Regions from separate parts of the Mus musculus genome. Here regions 1 and 2 are each linked to region 3. A link is a contact called in public Hi-C data. All regions are on one chromosome and are shown on one strand. Each heading gives the region's core, a stretch centred on a gene start, on an enhancer-like site or on the middle of the called end of the contact. The rest is flanking DNA. Distances are from core to core; before and after follow the strand shown.

What was found. Hi-C and Micro-C count contacts between places; a contact is called where the count stands out from the background.
Region 1: a contact with region 3 is called in a Hi-C map of uterus, with 2.0 times the contacts expected there. The contact joins the enhancer-like site here to the promoter of Arhgap42 in region 3. A contact is called at or near these places in 6 of 39 promoter capture datasets (the 3T3-L1 cell line, 3T3-L1-derived adipocytes, the C10 cell line and 1 more), 15 of 484 Hi-C or Micro-C datasets (3T3-L1-derived adipocytes, the C2C12 cell line, brown adipocytes and 6 more) and 6 of 115 datasets of contacts at active chromatin or transcription factors (astrocytes, embryonic fibroblasts, embryonic stem cells and 2 more).
Region 2: a contact with region 3 is called in a Hi-C map of the MNK3 cell line, with 2.5 times the contacts expected there. The contact joins the enhancer-like site here to the promoter of Arhgap42 in region 3. A contact is called at or near these places in 2 of 39 promoter capture datasets (the 3T3-L1 cell line and stem cell-derived epiblast-like cells), 2 of 484 Hi-C or Micro-C datasets (the MNK3 cell line and uterus) and 3 of 115 datasets of contacts at active chromatin or transcription factors (embryonic stem cells and neural progenitor cells).

What each region holds. Positions count from the first base shown.
Region 1 is chr9:9,185,836-9,190,000 of GRCm38.p6, forward strand. The region is part of intron 1 of Arhgap42 (Rho GTPase activating protein 42); the gene reads right to left. Among named protein-coding and RNA genes, the nearest start is that of Gm16833, 48 kb to the right of the region's middle. Within about 2 kb of position 2,531, at least 16 of the 459 cell types and tissues checked have an H3K27ac peak or open chromatin away from gene starts, as enhancers often do. A contact at or near this core is called in uterus, where this site is marked.
Region 2 is chr9:9,287,613-9,292,040 of GRCm38.p6, forward strand. It overlaps the pseudogene Gm51662. Among named protein-coding and RNA genes, the nearest start is that of Gm22815, 12 kb to the right of the region's middle. Within about 2 kb of position 2,324, at least 26 of the 459 cell types and tissues checked have an H3K27ac peak or open chromatin away from gene starts, as enhancers often do. A contact at or near this core is called in the MNK3 cell line and uterus, where this site is marked.
Region 3 is chr9:9,237,581-9,241,481 of GRCm38.p6, forward strand. It overlaps Arhgap42 (Rho GTPase activating protein 42), which reads right to left and starts at 1,447. Exons shown (of 24, transcript NM_001372563.1): 1 at 1,046-1,447. The coding sequence starts at 1,199. All of the region lies in intron 2 of Gm16833 (predicted gene, 16833), which reads left to right.

The DNA of each region.
Region 1 (4,165 bases), core at 1,281-3,780, 51 kb before region 3:
CCAGGAAGATGATGGATTCCTCATCAGCCTCAGCTACGTAGCAAGTTTCAGTTGAGATAAAACTGAGAGAAAGGAAGAAAGAAAGAAAGAAAGAAAGAAAGAAAGAAAGAAAGAAAGAAAGAAAGAAAGAAAGAAGGAAGGAAGGAAGGAAGGAAGGAAGGAAGGAAGGAAGGAAAGAAAGAAAGAAAGAAAGAAAGAAAGAAAGAAAGAAAGAAAGAAAGAAAGAAAGAAAGAAAGAAGGAAAGAAAGAAGGAAGGAAAGAAAGAAGGAAAGAAAGAGAAAAAAGAGAATTAAAACAGAACAGAGCAAATGTACCAATGCTTCTTTACAAAGAGCACAGTCCAATAGAGGTATAAGGGATACAATTAGCTGCAGCAGAGGTAATAAACAAATTCTCCTAAAAGGTTAACACTAAAAGGTTGACAAGACCGACCGTGGTAACCATACAGATCATACTGTGCACCTGGTACTCTTCAAAGCACTTAACACAACCAACCCTGACGTCTCTGCAGCAGCCATTGAGAACTAGATAGCAACATTTTCATTTTGCAGATGAAAATCCTGAATTACAGACAGGGTGTGCACAGGCCACCAAGATGGCCCAGAGGTTAATGGAGCTCACAGTAGGAGAAGGCAGTATCTGAAAGTTCTCCTCTAATTTCCCCTCATGTACTATCTGTGCTGGGCACGCAACTCATCTTCAGTAAGTAAATAAATGATAGATAGATAGATAGATAGATAGATAGATATCAGACAGACAGACAGACAGACACATGAAAGAAAAGAAAGTCAGCGTCTATTCACAACTTCACACAGACTAACATCATAAGAAGTTAACCAGAATTTTAATCCAGCAAGCCATACCAGCACTCCCAGCCTCTGCCACAGTCTGCAGTCTTTGGATAGTGGTGGAAATTTAGAAGGCACAGTGCATCCTGCTGGGGGAGAACTATCACAGGCATCAATAAAAACAGAAACTTGAGAGATACAGCCAGGTACCAGCAAAGCTAATAATTTCCTGAGTCCAGAAACTTCTAAAGCGCAGCTTCGACAGACCCAACAATACTATCAAAACTCACAGGCAGCAGAAAAATTTCACCATCTTAAATAAACCATGTTCTGTCTTGTAGTTATGTTATCTTACCTACTTAGAACATGTACTTAGGGACTGGAAAGATGACTCAGTGGTTAAGGGCACCGATTGCTATTCCAGAGGACAGGGGTTCAATTCCCAGCACCCACATGGCAGCTCACAGATACTCGCTACCTGCAGTTCTAGGGGATCTGACACTCTCACACCAAATGCACATAAAATGAAAACTATATATTTTTTAAAAGAACATATATTTAGTTCACACTCTAGAATAAAAATGATCCTTTCAAGATTCCTCCATCTCTTCAAAAAGCCTCCCCTGTCTTCTTCCATCTTCACACTTTACCTCTCCCTTATCAAAGTATTGTACATGGAGGCTTTTGTATGTGCTGCACACAGAGGCTCTCTAGTCTCTCTTCTATATCAGATGTGTGTAAACCTAACTTAGCCAGCATAGTTTAAACAGTACAATAAGGTGAAGAAAGGCTGTCACCCATGAATCTACCCAGTACCTGTCACATCTTGTCATTAGTACATGTTAGATGGTTGCAAGCACAGATTTGTAGGAGCTGGGTAAATAATTAAACTCTCAGAGACTACCTCCTTCTATGCTATTACAAGCCCACATGTCCCACAGTTGCACTTTGAATGAGACATGTCCTGCAATGTCTCATGTATCTGAATCCTGCCCTGATTGATAGTGCTACCTATGGAGAATATGGACACTTTAGGGAGTAGTCTTGTTGGAGGAAATATAGAGTAGGCTAGGAGAGGAGATAGGTATATATTCTTTGCTCCTTGAAAAACAAAAACAAAAAACCTTAGTTCATTAGTGATAACACATACATACAGGGAGGGGGAGGGGAAAAAAGAAATAGAGAAGAAGAGAGGGGCAAAGTCGCAGGAAGAGAAGAATGTGCATAAAGATTCCATTGTAGGCAAGTTGCTGAAATGCTCATGGTAATGGAACAGAAGCTTTAATGTAATGCAAGCCACACAGCACATTACAGAACAGACCAAGTCAGGAGTCTGGCAAATAAGCCTCAGTTTTTAATCATCTCAGAGATGTTTTAGGGCTCTCTCTGGAATCATATGTGTCAGCTTGTTCTATGCAGGAAAGTCCTAAGGAATCATGCTGGGCATGGAGCATCCAAGGAAAACACAATGGAACTCAGGGTTTCTACGGCTTTCACTTGAACAAAGTCTCTACACATGATTGTTTCGCAAGTTTCTATTTTATGTACATGTCAGAAAATAATGGATGTTGGATAATTTAAAGAAATATTCCTCAGAAGACTCCAGGACAAAGCTCCGGGATTGTTAGTCACTCATACATGTAAAGTAAAACAGAGTCAAGGAACATCTCTCCCCAAGAGGCCACTACATTGCAATGGGCAAGCTGGTGGGAAACAGCACCATAGATAGAACTGGCAGAGGCCACACAGCCCTGACATGGCTCACAATGCCCTGGAGGCACAGAGAAGAACAGGTTACCCAAGGCCACCTAACTCGTCTGATGTGTGCCAGGGTGGAACAACCAGACTCTGCGGCATTCAAAGAGGAAGAAAACCAACAGTGCAGTGTGAATGGCCTCATTCTTTTTGAAGAACATTCTGGACCTTCATCTCTGCACCCATTTGACATAGGATACACTCACTCCTCTCAAAAGCAACACACATCAACAAAACACCTCCTTCTAGCATGCAAAGAAGTCATGCCTGAGCAAGAAGTTAGCTTCATCAAATCCCAGGTTTCTTGTAGGGGAAGAAAAAAAAAAAAAGACACTAACTCCATGCAAGACTGCTGTGGATATTATGTGAAATTTCCTAAGCATTCAGAACAAGTACTGACTCGCACAATCATTAACTATTAAATCCCTATTTATTATGATAGCAGATGCAGAAGATGAAATATTTTCATTGTAAGCATAACACATTTAATATGGTATTCAATTCCTATCTTCAGGAGAGCTTCAGTAAAAATAAATAGTGGGACTGGCTGCTTGTGAAGACCAAACAGTCTGTAATCCCATGAATGCTATGTGTTTGGGAAGCTATTCCAGAAGATTCCAGTCTAAAAATAACAACAACAAGAGTCCAATACTTGCCCAGATTTTATCTATGATGTCTATAGAGCCATAAATTCCATAAAAATTAAAAACGAAAAGCCACAAAGATTTCACTATTGCTACAACCCAAGTTAAAAACAGATAGCTCAAACGACAAAATAAACCACACATCTTCTTGCCCTAGGGAAAATGCTTGTGAAAGAGTGAATGCCAGTGGGAGTCTGCAGCTGCCCCAGGTTCTTTGTTTGATTTCATAACCATGCCTCTTCTCTCTGCTTGAGACGGGATCTTATGGAACCCATGCTGGACTCAAACGTAATGATAGTCAAGGAGAACCTTGAATTCATGAGTGCTGGGCAGTCCCATACCAGGTATGAATGCTCATTGTGGACCCAGGACTTCCTGCGTGCTTGACAGGCCTTCTGACTATAGCTATCTCCCTAGCCCTCCACAGTTGCAGCCACTTTTCTTTGGAGCACATACCATTTCTGTCTACCCAAGATCAAGGCTTTGAGCAAGACTTTGTGTTGCCTTTACTCAGGCATTCACCAGCCTATTGCCAACTCTTAACAATTTATTTCCTTTTTCCATCTAAGCGTTCCTAGAATCATATGCTAAAGATATTTGCTGTTGAAACATGGTTTGGCTACTTTCATTTCCCTGCAAAGCCACACACTAAGCTGTTGTCTTCTGGATTACCATCTTTCTCCTATAGTTATGTTGTTTTTATTTCAGACAGTGGCTTTGTGTCATTCCCCCCAACTCTACTTTCATTGAAATTATATTTCCCCTCATGATATGGAACCCCATGTGCAATGCTGTTTCAAAGCACTGAAGCGGGCAAGAACCTAAGACTAGATAGGTCATGAACCTACAAGAGAACCAAATACCATGCTGTGCTAACGAAACACAGCAATACAATGACTCCTAATGGAATTCTGCTACAGATATTTGCCTTGCTCAGCCACTATCAGAGACGCTTCGTCCTGCAAGCAGATGGAACA
Region 2 (4,428 bases), core at 1,074-3,573, 51 kb after region 3:
TACCCAAATTTTTGAAGGGGTCTGTAACCCTATAGGAGGAACAGCCATATGAACTAACCAGCACCCTGTGAGCTAGTGTCTCTAGATGCATATGTAGCAGAAGATGGCCTAGTTGGCCATTGTTGAGAGGAGAGGCCCTTGGTCTTACAAGGATTATATGCCCCAGTACAGGGTAATGTCAGGGTCAGGAAGCAGGAGTGGGTGGTTTGCGGTGCAGGGCAGGGGCAGGGTATAGGGGACTTAAAGGATAGCATTTGAAATGTAAATGAAGAAAATATCTAATAAAAAATTTGTTCAGAATTAAAAAAAAAAAGAAATACAGCAAACCTTTATGTAGGACCCATAAATTAAAAGGTCAATATGAACTGTTATTTGTAAAATGACTTGAGTCAGAGTTGACCACCGGGAGCACTTCCTGTGCCTGCGTATGAACTCCCTGTGTTTTTTGTTTGTTTGTTTTTGTCTTTGTTTGTTTTTTTTTTTGATTTTTGTTTTTGTTGTTTGTATTTTTCCTTTATAAGCTGACAGAGAAAGATGGCCAATGCCATGGCTTAGCCCTGTCTGAGCTATGGTCCTGTTCTATCAGTATTAAGGTGTGCATTCAACAAGTCATCATTGTCTGACTGAGATCAGTGTTTGTGTGGTTTGTGGGGCAACTCTTAGACTACAACAGAGAAGTCAGCAGAGAGTTGGCTATTGCATAATGTTAGCATAGTTCCTAGAGGTAGATTCCACATTCCCTTAGTAAGACTATGCTGATGTCATCTGGGCCTTGGCTGCAGTGGCCAGGGTGCTGTCCCCTTGAAGAGTTGTTCGAAGCACTGCTTTGCAGATGCTTGCTTATCATCTCATAGTCGATGAGTTGTCCTCCCTGAATGAGCAGAGCTACTTCATGTGTTACATACATGCAAACATAAGCCAATTTCCAAGTTGTATTACACTCTGGATACTTCTTCACATCATTGATAGCAGCAATGGCGAGTCCCCAGTTGGTACACCCCAAAATTGCATACCCATGAGATAATCCCAGAATTCCTTGCTCTGAATATAGTGCACCACTTTGCTCAGCAGCATTTCAGTAAAAGTTGTGGGGTTCAAGAGACAGATGACACTAGAATTGACCTGAGTGAGCCCTCACACCACCTGGAACCCTCCTCATGACACCCAACAGATATACACCATTCTAAACACAAAGGGAAAGTCTCTGAAAATCTGCTGGCACCATGTTTAAGATTCTGACCACTGCATAGGTATTTCATATCAGTGAGAGGGTAGGACAGAATCTCTACACCTGAATGAATTTAATTCTAGACTGTTGGTAGTCTTGATGATTCTCTAGATGAAAAAGGGAAGATAAGGATTTTAACTGAGTTAGTTTCAATATCACAGTCGAAACAGCTTGGTACAGGTGGTATCTGCTCAACTCCCAAATCACAATACATGTTCCATGTAGCTTTAGAAGGAATTCAGCATGAGTCTCCTTTAGTTAAGATACACTTTGGAAAATTTGAAAATGCTAAAACACTTGGTAGCATTAAGCAGAAAATGTGTCCTCGGGTATCTTTTAATGCAGAGATTTACTTCAATATATGCAGTATCTCCTGTAGCTCAGGCTGGACTCATGTTGCTGAAGATGACCTTGAACTTCTGATCTTTCTGCCTTCCATTCCTAAGTGCTGGGGTGACAGGTATGCACTGTCATGCCTGGCTCATAATTACTCTTATTTGATTAGAACATGCAGGAAAGTAGGCTCTGTTTTGTTGCACCAAAATCCAAAGTCCATGTACCTTACTATAGAAACCACTTCTAGTGTTTACCCCATATTAAATCAATTATAAAATTTATCATAATTTTAGAATTTGTTTTTGTATTTTTGAGTCAGAGTCTCTTTCTGTAGCCCAGGTTGACCTAAATTTCACTCCATAGCAAAGGATGACCTCAAACTCTTTGTGGTATTTCTGCTGTGGCTTCCTTAGTCTTAGGATCTCGGTCATGTGTCACCATGTTGGGTTCTGTCTTCTCAGTACGCAAAGGTTTTATAAATAATCAACCAGCAGGAGATGATGTTTCCAGGAAAGAACTTCACATTCTTTGTTTTCTTAGTGTATGAAAGTTTGTTCTCAGCAACAAAATCCAGGAGATGGCTCATCACATGCAAATGTGATGTTGTAATGAAAGAGCAGAACTATTCAGCCCAGATTGCGATCTGCATTGTCTACTTTATTGTGAACTTTAACATCTGTCCAAACCAACGCCTCCAACTCTGTCCCAGAACTAATTAAACCTAAGTCAGTAAGCGGCTGTGGAGAGAGCGTCTGGGAGTAGCACTGGGTGAGCCTTGTTCATTGTTCCTGTTCCTCACCTCTGGCCCTGGGGGTGGAGAATGGGTGATACAGGGGTGGGGGAGCTTAACAAATTTGTGTTTCTATTTGGTCTGGGAGACTGGAAGAGTTTATCCAACTCAATGGGTACTCTCTCAATATCCTGACTAGTTACAGATGAGTCGGTATGACTATGGACTGAGAATTTTCCAGACAGTAGAAGGTAAGTGTTCTTATCCCAGACATACACACACACACACACACACACACACACACACACACACACACACAAAGGGTTCACTGTCTGAGACAATGTTTGATTATAGTAAACATTCATATGTTTAAATATATCAAAATATCATGTTGCACATCCAAAATCTATACAAGAGCCAGCCATCACTAAAGACCTATACACAGTATTTCTAGGGTGTCGAGAAACATAGTGTTCACTGGTAAGTTGTTCAAGCTCCTGCAACTAACTCCACACCCATATACCTATAAGTAATCATAATTGAACTCATTAGCTGACAATGAAAGGCATAAAATTACGAAGGAGACTAGTAATGAAGAGGAGAGAGTTCAGGAGTGGGATCCGGGTAGGAGAGAATAATACAGGGAACATATGGTGAAAGTATATTACATGTGTGTACAAATGTCAAATTGAATCAGGTATTGGGCATATTTTGTATGTGCTAATAAAGCACTAATAGGAGGAATAAGGAGCAGTAGGGAAGTTTGGACCACACTGAGAAGACAGGGAAGGAGGATGTAGGACAGGAAATGAGAGGTGACAGAGGAGATGCTAGGCTGGGAGATGCTGGGGAGTGGGCAGCTTGTGGACCTCCAGGTCACGGGCAGTTTAGCTATCCCAGATTCACATGAGAGTGGAGTCAGCCTTTGCAGTGGGAAAACGGATGATGTTTCCCAGCATAAATAAACAAGCTTCCCAAGTCACATGTGCAGAGAGTTGAAAAACAAGCACAGGCAGGCTCTACAGAGAGCCCTGGCTCTGAGGAAGGGCGCTTGCTCCCTGGGAATTAGTCAGGGCCTTGTAAAAAGTTGGTATGTAAACACATCTGTCAGGCTCAGCCAGAGCATGTGTTTAGTTAACACCTCTCTGGTTAACACTGGGCAGTTTCACAGGTGTATACCCATAGCTCTCATGGGCTCTGTGAGATTGGAATGGAATTGGTTCCTGTGAATATAGCAGAAATCACCAGCATGACACAGAGTTTATATTAGCATGATGTAATGATAAAGAGAATGGAATCTTAGAGTCTTCTTGATTTTGAGTTATATAAAATGATAGGGTGTGAACAAGTTAGGTAGTTATGATGAATAGGAAGCTTTTCTAGGTTCTGCCAGTCAATGAGGTTGGTGCTACACTGAACTCCACATAGCACAGCAGTACCAGGTGCTCATGCAAAATTACTGTGGGGTTACAGTGTTTGTTTCCACAGGTCTAGGTGAGGCATGAGTTTCTATGGAAAAATATAATCTGTTGATTTGGGAAACAATTTTATAAAATATCACTTGCTTTATCTGCTTCACACACATGCACACATGTACACACATGCACACACACACAAACACATTATATGTGTATAAAAGAATATATTTGTGAATTTGAAACCAGCCTGTTCTAAATAGCCAGTTTCAGGTCAGTCAGTGGTAGATAATGAGACCTTGTCTCATTTCTTTTCTTTTTAGTCTTTCTACTGCTCTCAGAAGCAAATTTCATACAGTGAATGCAATTGCCCTCCAAAAGTCTTTAAGAATTAGAATTAGAAAGTAAAAGATAGTACTCAATGAGATTTATACTACAAATTTTTTGGGGGGTTACATGCAATTTTTAACCTTACTACAACAAATAAATGTATTTAATTTTAATAATGGGTAATTTAAAGAAGATAATTTGAGATAAATATTTCTTACATTTTTACTTATATATTTTTATATTTATATATTTATTGTATGTGTATGCAGATGTGTGTGTGTGTCTGTGAGGGAGAGAGAGAGAGAGAGAGAGAGAGAGAGAGAGAGAGAGAGAGAGAGAGAGAAACAGGTACTTATACCTTTATACCACAATGCACAATGTATGTGAAA
Region 3 (3,901 bases), core at 197-2,696:
GACTACCAGATCACCCAGAGGCCTCTCCATCCTGTAAGCGCCCTCATAAGAGGCCAGAGTCCGAAGCACTTCTCTTTTCAGAAGCTGAAGCCTTCCCAATTTTCCATGTAAGACACAAGTGGATTCTGGGAAAGGCAATGGTTAACGTTTAGCGTGTACTAAGTAATCCACTTGGTTCTCAGTATGAGAAAGCTTGAGTTGTAATAATGGAAGGGGAAGTTCTAAAGGAGAAACGAGTAAAGAATATCCTGAAGGGAGAAGTGTGGGAAAGATACTGACATCTACCAGGTCTGACTGAATGTAGACCTGAGCTCTCACCAATGACCAACACTGCACACCACACGATGCAAGCCAAAATTTAATACGAACAGAACACTCACAAGGGCTTTAAAATACACGGGTACCCTATTGGGTCCAAACAGCTTACCAATGGCCAAACTGCAGACGTGTATTTTTAAAAGGTCAAATCAATGACGAGTCATTGTTGTATGAAATTACTTTTCCTAAAGTATTATTAAATTCACTAGCTTCACTTTAACTCTCCAGACTCCCTTGTTTCCACTCTTCCCAGAGAGTTTGGCTTGCTTTGATTTGTTGTTGTTGTTGTTTGGTTTGTTTGTTTTGTTTATGAGACAGGGTCTCACTCTGTTGCCCTGACTGGCGTGGCTCTCTCCACCACCTTAAAACGAAAAATCAAAACAATTTAAAACAACAACAACAAAACCAACCCCCCACCAAAAACAACAACAACAACAACCAGGCACCGAAACTTTAGCAACAACAAACAAAAGTGAAAGTCTCTACCAACTTTTCACTGACAAGTCTCAAAAGTTGACTCTCAAGGGCTGTAGGGGAAACTTTTCCTCCCCAGTGTTGCCTGGGAAGTAAATCCGCACCACTAAGAACAGACTTTGTTGGCCACCAGCAGGGGAGCTCTTCAGCTTTTGTCCCCAATCCATTCAAACAAAAGAAGTTCGGTCTGGGGCTTCCCAACCAGGGTCCCGCACCCCATGGGGTCTTGCACACTTGGGGGCCCGTCACTCACTTCTCAGCGCCCCGATGAGCAGAGAGCCATCCTTCAGCAGCTCTTTGATGAACTTGTTGGTTCTCTCCAGCTCGATCTCGTGACACTGCAATCGCTCCCTAAAATCCGGGCTGTCCAAATACGAATCGCTGAACTCCAGAGTGGGCAGCCCCATGGCCCAGGCGCGGCGGCCGCTAGCTGCGGCGGGTGCGGGGACACTGCGAACGCGGGGGAGCGCTGGGGAGAGCGGAGGACTGGGCCCCGCGCGCCGGGCTCAGTGCAGCTGCCCCGAGGCCGGGCGGAGGCTCCGGGCGCTGTCACCGGCTCGCATCGTCGCTCGCTCGCACCGTGGGGGTGGCGAGGCTACAAGCTGTAGCGCAGAGGAGTCTTCTGACAGCGTCACTCGCTGACCCTGGGGACAGTGGCGCGCGCTTAGCTGGCGGCGCCTCACGGCGACTCGGGCCCGTAGGGAAACCCGCCCCCTGTGCGGAGCGCACGCGGGCCGGCCTGCAGCTCCCGGGCAGACCCTCCTCCACCCTCCCCGCCCCTCGCTGTCCCCGCCCGGTCCCCGCCCGGTCCCTGCGGTGCGCACTTTGCTCCCCGCACCCAGCACTGCTGTGTTGTAGCCTCACCCGATTCCTACCCGTCCCCGTCTGGGCCCACTGAGAGCGCCAGGCCCTGTGCGCCCCAAACCATCTCCAACCCCCAGCGTCCCCCTCAGGAACAGTCTGACTCCCACGTTAACCCCTGCGGGAACTACCACTTCCCAGCCGGTTCAAGTTTCACTTCAGGGTCCTGCCCATAAGTCCAAAATAGAAAGGATGTCCCGCCTGACTCCCAACCCCGCTGCATTGACCCATCAGTGAGGTGTGTTGGGTGTTATCCCTCAGTCTGTAAGAAAGGGGAATTGATTTTATTAACTCATTTCACATGTTATATACCCCTGTTTTAGTGTCTCTAATTGACACCTGGGTGGGTGGACCTACAAGTTCAGAGACTTTCATCGACTTGACCTGATCAAGCATTTCAAAGGAATCATTAATTCCTTTGGTGGTGGTGGTAGGTAATACCTGCATTCAACTGGCTGAAGCAGGAGAATTGCCAAGAGTTCAAGGCCAACATGGACTACACAGAGAAACACTGTCTCTGAGATGAATATATATATATGAATTCCTGCAAAGAGTCAATTAGCAGAGGTTGACCTAATAAATGTGCGTTCTGTTGAAACCCTGACAACAAAATAACCTACTATTTTATGTCATCCTGCACTCACCTGTAGCTTTTTTGAGAACTCCGTTACTTTTCTTAAGGATCTGTTTTTAATTTCTACATTTCCACTGCTTTGTATATTTGAACCATCTGTTTTTAAAAAAGAAAGGAAGGAAGGAAAAAAGAAACTTGTACAAATCATGGGAAAATCCACTGAAGTGCTTTACATTTTTTCCCAATTAAATTTCAGGAACCTTTAGCTGCAATTTTTTTCAGCCATACAATAACATTAAAAGTAGCATGTAAACAGCCAGGAATGGTGGTGCATGCCTTTAATCCCAGCACTCGGAAGGCAGAGGCAGGTGGATTTCTGAGTTCGAGGCCAGCCTGGTCTACAGAGTGAGTTCCAGGACAGCCAGGGCTACCCAGAAAAACCCTGTCTCGAAAAACCAAACAAACAAAACAACAAAACAAAACAAAAAGCAAAAATAGCATGTAAACTTTAAAACAGACAAAACCATGTAAACAGTATGCTTGATGACTTTTTTTAAATTCTCATTTTAAAAGCTTACATCCATATTTTTAGTACGAGTCTGCACACTTTAGAAATGTGTGATGACAGTTCTATACATTTTCTTTTTGTGATATTTATTTCTAGGGATGGGAACACACATCTGAACAGTGGAAGTCAAGGGACACTCGGCTGTAACTGGTTCCTTCCACAAGGGATAAACCAGGGATTGAACTCAGATTCTCTGGCCTAGCAGCAATCACTTTTGTCAGCTGAGCCGTCTTGCCAGCCCTCATCTTAGCTATTTTAATTTCTGAGTGTGGAGCTTGTCTGTCAGTTTCATAGATGCCTCATTTGGAAGTACAAGGGAAGGCAATAATACTGTTCATCAACTATGAAGGGGCTATAGTGAGCTAGTTGTCTTTCAAGTACTGTGATTTAACCATTTGTCACACAAACTGAAGGACAGAAAACCAGCAATGGTTAACAAATGGTATACTCACAACTTTTTTATGTAGCTGCTGTTCTAAGCACCTAAATGTTATGATCCAGTTTGAAACATTATAAAGCAAGAAAATGGCTTCTGTCTCATAACTGCCTTATAACCAATTCTGTGGATTGCTTTGATAAGCAGCTTTTAGTTGTTGGTGAGGTTTCTGCGGGAGTCTTATAGGCAGCTGTAGTCTAGATTCTAATACCTGGGTTATCATTCCCTCAAGCATAGAGGTAATCGTGTTTTAAGCTGACTATCTACACCACTGGGACCCAGGTAACATGATTTATATGAGAAGGCAGAAATATTGGAGCATCCTGCATGACCCTGAGCGCTTCTCAGGAAAGAAAATCCAGAAAATGACCAAGTATATTCGTTGCAACGGGTTGGGTATGCAGGAGCTGGGCAGGGGTGCCTACCGACCCAGGGGCTTCCACTGAAGCCCATCTGAGCAGTGATGTAAGACAGCACTGTGTGTCTACCCTTCACCCAATAGGATCGAACTGCAGTGTATTATTATGAGTGGACACTTTCCTGCACTGCTCTGTTACTGGTGACTCAGTCTGTGATTCATGCTTTAATCATACTTGTTAGTCTAGCCTTCTCCCATGCCACATTAACCCAGCTATCTGAAACATTAGAAATGGCTCAGCTTTTAAACAGA